2 separate regions of the Zea mays genome follow, and region 1 is linked to region 2. Evidence: chromatin contacts called from public Hi-C data. All regions are on one chromosome and are shown on one strand. Each heading gives the region's core, a stretch centred on a gene start, on an enhancer-like site or on the middle of the called end of the contact. The rest is flanking DNA. Distances are from core to core; before and after follow the strand shown. Region 1 has its middle 110 kb from the start of LOC732818. Region 2 holds the start of LOC100276847 (NADH dehydrogenase [ubiquinone] 1 beta subcomplex subunit 10-A).

Region 1 (2,700 bases), core at 53-2,552, 160 kb after region 2:
ATTTTAACAAAAGATAACCTAGCTAGGCATAATTGGCAGGGAAATAAAAAATCTGTGTTCTGTGCTTCAGATGAGTCTACACAACACTTGTTTTTTAAGTGTCATTATGTTCATTTCTGTTGGAGGCTCGCTCAATGCTGTTTTGGCCTGAATCTACTTAGATCCGTGAAACATGTTTATGGATCATGGCTCCTTGGGGTGTCATCAAAACAAAAATCTGATTAGTACAAGTGTTGCAGCTATATGTTGGGCTATCTATACTAGTAGGAATGATTTAGTTTTTGATAAATCCCCTATGGTTACTAATGTTGGGCTATCTATACTAGTAGGAATGAGTTAGTTTTTGATAAATCCTCTATGGTTACTTATTTGCAGGTAATCTTTCGAACGATGCTCTGGCTTAGATTATGATCCTAGCTACAAAAGGATGAAGAGGATTATAATAAAAGTGGCATGTCAGATGATATCTATATAGATATTCGCTCATTTGGGCTGGAGATTCATGAATAGCTAGGATCACTTCGTTTTAGATGATGTCGGGGTTTGTTTTGTCTCTCTTAGTTGTTTTGTTCTATATTTTTAATGTGGTGGTTCTTTTTTAGAGAGCTGATATAAATTATTGGCCATAACCTACATACAAGGGAGAAGACTGGAACGATGTTTTTTCATTATCTAAAAATAAGTGGCAAATAGCCAAATAGTTATCGGAGAACACATGATGCCAGATAGCAATATTATTGTCCTCGAGTAGAACTTGAGATGTTCGGATCTAGAAAATTATAAGTTAAATGAAAATAAATAAATAAATAATGGTAGGTTTTATTACTTACCTGGGTTAGTGAGACCATATTTCAAACCTCAAGAGCAAATTATTAGTCAGTTAATAAGTTTTAAGTTGATTTTAGCTGGTTAAAGCAGTTAACAGCTAATAATTATTTGAGAGCTATAATTAATAATTAGTTGGTCTATTAGCTAATTCTAAACCTCTCAGCTAATTTAGCAGCTAAGTAAAATTTTAGGGATTTGGAACAGTGTCTAAATCACAAGTATCAGGTGCTCGGAGTTGTTAGTGCATCTGGTCTATTCTGGTCCGTGGTCCAGGATGGACTATGCCTTGCGCCCTTGCCTAGCTCCACGCTGACTACGGACGTGTACTCCGATGTTCTGCACCTCTATGCCTGCGCGGAAAGCCGGGATCGCTGGTGCGGTGGCGTCTCGTGTGTCGTTGCATGGGTATAGCGGGGTGCCACGGCCGTCCAAATGGTGATGCAGCAACAGAGCGGCTGCCACGCCGCAGGTGATAGAGCGCCACGTGCCATGTTGGTACCCGCACGTTCTATACGCTCATGGGCCTAGCCAGCCTGGCCTGCCCGCGAGGGCCCATGGAATCTCCAACCCTCACTATCGGAATCGTTGACAGAGTCACACAGGCCAAAAGAAAGAATCGTTCACAGTCACAGCTCGGAGCAACAGAATCATACTGTAGCCTGGGAAAAGAGCAGCATCTGGTGAAGGCACGACTGCAGCCATCACTGACCTCATTGTACCATGGAAAAATATACTATAAAAATACTGCTATTGTTTCTATTAAGATACTAGTGGAGTACTCGTTCGGGTCTCAACACGAGTGTATTTCTGTAATCGTAGGAAAAATGCTTTATAAAAAATGCTTGAAAATGCAAATATTGTGTTTTAAAAATAGAGAAAGTAAAAAATAGCTAGAGTTAAACATTCTTATAGCTAGAGATGCATTTCATTTAGAACAAAACTTGAATAATAGAAGTACAGTTGTTACGGCTAGAGTTAAATATTCTTATAGCTAGAGATGCATTTCATTTAGAACAAAACTTGAATAATAGAAGTACAGTTGTTACGGCAAGAGGAAGGATGATAGTTGAGGGGTCATCTAAATAATATTGTTCATTAAATTGGATTAGTAAATAAGAGATAGTTATCCAGCTATCTAAATTATTGGTTTGATGATACACCAAGTCTAAATGTAATTTGTCTGGCGAATTTAGTAAAAATTTTGAGCATGAGTTTTGTAAAACTTAAACTTATAAATTATATAGTGGTATCACTACCGGAATCGTAGGCTTTGCCGAGTGCCGGCGGCTTTGCCGAGTACTTTTTATCGGGCACTCGGCAAACTCAGTAAATTTAGGCTCTCGGCAAAGAGCCCCTTTACCGAGTGCTGAACACTCGGCACAGAACGCACTCGGCAAAGACAAGTTTGTCGAGGGTCAAACACTCGACAAAGGGGGCTCTCGGCAAAGCGCCGTCAGCGGCCGTCCCAAAGCTGACGGCCGTCAGTCTTTGCCGAGAGCCAACGGCTGGCACTCGGCAAAGAGGCTTCTTTGCCGAGTGTTACATAGTAGGCACTTGGCAAAGCATACTTTGCCGAGTGTCATCTCTAGACACTCGGCAAAGTATTTTTTTATTTTTTTTATTTTGTCTCTCAAAATTTTTGTGGTATGTTCCTACACTATGTAGACCTACATGTATCATTTGTGGACAATTTTAACAGAGTTTTCAATCATTAGTAGATTTAGTTCGTTTATTTGAATTTCTTCGGAAAATTTAGATTTGAACTGCAGGTCACTCGAAACTTGGAAAACCGTGCATGAAAAAATGATATTCATGTTACTTAGCATAAGTTACGACCGATTCCAGGAGCGGACCGAAAACTTCGAGCAACAT
Region 2 (2,700 bases), core at 66-2,565:
GGGACCTTCCGGTTACAGACGGTAGGCTAAGAGTAAGTAATTAAGATCACTAAATAATACAGTTTAATATGAGGCATGGGACAGTGCCATACAAAAAGACAGCTCAGAAAAAGAACATATCTATGTTCTAACATTTTTATGTTAAGATATGAATTTTAATTTGCAAGCTTTTCAACTTACAACCGAATTAAAGGTATTCTAATACCAGTGATCATAAGAACTAAAGACAACATAACTTTGTTCAATAATTATCGATGTATTTGCTGTCTCCAACTAAAGTGGCAATCATGCATATCTGTTCAGAAAGAAAAGGATGGATCATGAATGTAAGAAAAACTAGGCAGGTTGAGTTTGTAGAAGATAGGAAAGGCACAAGTCATAAACAATACCATGACATTGAAGTCACAATCACTTGAAAAATCCTTACATGTGTCTGAAATTGAATTAGCAGGAAGCAACCAGATTGATTTGAAACATGAACAAATCATCCTTGATGCTACAGCCTTCACTACCATCATGGAGTCATGGACCAGGCTTCTTGCAAGCACAAGCATGTACACCCTAGAAGTTCCTTGTTTTCTTGGATGCTTGCCCCAACTCTGAGAGCTTCCCGTTTTGCTTGGGCAGGTAAGCACCTGATAAACACATGCCCCCCAATGGGGTACAAATAAAATCGGTCGCAATCGTATAAGGAATGTACACAGCTCATTCATCAGGAACAGAAGCATTAAACTCAGGCCATATAGACAGATTTAAAAAAAACTGATCAGAAAACCATCTGTTGCTATTTTTGTGTTCCCCTTCTTACCAGGCCTGGAGACGAGGTTGATGCGGGACCGCGGTGCGGCGAACATCCAGTTGTCTTCGTCGAGAGACCTCACCTCCCTCTGCAGCGCCTCCATCACCTCAGACTTGAGTTCTGCAAGGCCAACCAATCGGTCAGTCACTCTGACTCTCTGAGGCATTCACCTGGCACCGCTTGCAAAAGGGAGAGAGAGATAGAGGGGCGTATCACCAGCCAGGGCCTCGTCCTTGCGGTAGAGCGCGTCGATGGAATCAGCGACGTCTTCGGCGGCCGAGATGGTCGACCTCGCCGGCGAGCTCATCGCGCCGGCTCTTCTCGGATCTGCCCTCTCCACGTGGCTGAACTGGCGTTTCCGCCTGCAGAGTGCAGACTTCGGGAAACAGTGAGTCGGCGACAGAAGCTTGTCTCTTGGCCCACCTACGCTTCATTCTGTTGGGCCGACTAACAGCCCACAGGCCTGGTTCGCATAATTAACTCATCGACCCATCAGCTCCGTCTCCCATCCGACCGAGCGGACCACACCAATCCCACACCCCCACCCCCACCCCCACCCAATCGGAAGACCGTGCGGCCGCCGGCCGCGATCGGAGAAGATGGTGCGCAAGGCAAAGGTTGAGTTCGATGAGCAGCCACCGGATAACTTCGACCCGAAGAACCCATATGCGGACCCGGTGGCTATGCTGGAGTACCGGGAACACCTGGTGCGGGAGAAGTGGATCCAGATCGAGACCGCCAAGATCATCCGGGAGCGCCTCCGCTGGTGCTACCGCATCGAGGGGATCAACCACCACCAGAAGTGCCGCCACCTCGTGGACCAGTACCTAGAGGCTACACGCGGCGTGGGTTGGGGCAAAGATGCCCGACCGCCCGAGTTACACGGTCCGAATCCCTTCATGCCTCGTCTTACCCTTTGATCGGCATGATCGATAGGTCTATATGGCTGCTTCTTCTCTGGTTCGCAGAGCCCAAGAAGATCATCGAGGCGGAGTAGCTGCTGCCTCGGCTTCTCGTGCTGCTGTTCCTGGATTGGAGGGGTGAGGCCTGCTGAAACTAAGCACATTCTTTCCTTTCTATGTATGTTGTGTGGTAATCAGTCTGAGTGGTGGAAACCGAAATGCATTAGAACAACTCCAATCATGAGTTCTATAATTGGGCCTTATATTTTGATTTAGCTACTGCTACTCAAGTCAATTTGTTTAGGCCCAAATTGAAGGATAGACTCCAAACAGTGAGCCTTAAACCGTGTGTAGGTTGCAACTGCTGCAGGATTTCGGTCATTTGACGCCATCCGTCGCCCGTCGTCGCTACTCCCATGCCCGGCTTGTTCTTTTCCTTTTCCTGTCCTGAACTAGCCTCAATATACTGGAGACCAAGAGCCGACAGGGAATGTCTGGATCGTGCAGGAACCTTGAGAGAGATGGCTGATGCTGCAGACCTAGACGACCGATGATGCATTATGACCTACCACATTGCTCTCCTCATCGGAGTGTGCTTGCAACTGTATTACTGATTTGATGCAGGTTACTATTGTTGTAACATTGGCTGCATCCTTTGCGATCTCCTTTTTCCCCCCTCATCACATATGTGTACAGTGGCCTGTTCAATGCTTCATAGAAGCATATAGGCTGATGTCTTTTTCATCACTGTGCAACTTGCCACCAATATTCCATCTCTGTCGAGTCCAACACAGATAGAATTGTACTGTCTTTTTTCAAAGAGGTGCAGAGATCAGGCACACCAAAGCAGCAGCAGCATCCTATTGAAGACCAGGATTTTGAAGAATCTATAACTAATCAAGAAGCAGACCATTATGATTGTTGGTACGAGAGCAGGAGATCAGGTGGCACGACAAAAAGTAGGCTGAGAGCGCAAATGTATTGTTAAGTAACCAGGTG

The links. A called contact is a pair of places that touch in the nucleus more often than the background predicts.
Region 1: a contact with region 2 is called in a Hi-C map of ear, with 2.7 times the contacts expected there. The contact joins the enhancer-like site here to the promoter of LOC100276847 in region 2. A contact is called at or near these places in 2 of 25 Hi-C or Micro-C datasets (ear and tassel).

Annotation. Positions count from the first base shown.
Region 1 is chr1:103,372,864-103,375,563 of Zm-B73-REFERENCE-NAM-5.0, forward strand. No RefSeq gene overlaps it. Among protein-coding and RNA genes, the nearest start is that of LOC732818, 110 kb to the left of the region's middle. Within about 2 kb of position 1,303, at least 17 of the 20 cell types and tissues checked have an H3K27ac peak or open chromatin away from gene starts, as enhancers often do. A contact at or near this core is called in ear and tassel, where this site is marked.
Region 2 is chr1:103,209,612-103,212,311 of Zm-B73-REFERENCE-NAM-5.0, forward strand. LOC100276847 (NADH dehydrogenase [ubiquinone] 1 beta subcomplex subunit 10-A) reads left to right here and starts at 1,316. Exons shown (of 2, transcript NM_001416002.1): 1 at 1,316-1,684. The coding sequence starts at 1,399. LOC100277622 reads right to left here and starts at 1,206. Exons shown (of 3, transcript NM_001151134.2): 1 at 1,016-1,206; 2 at 809-919; 3 at 301-635. The coding sequence starts at 1,106. The coding sequence ends at 562.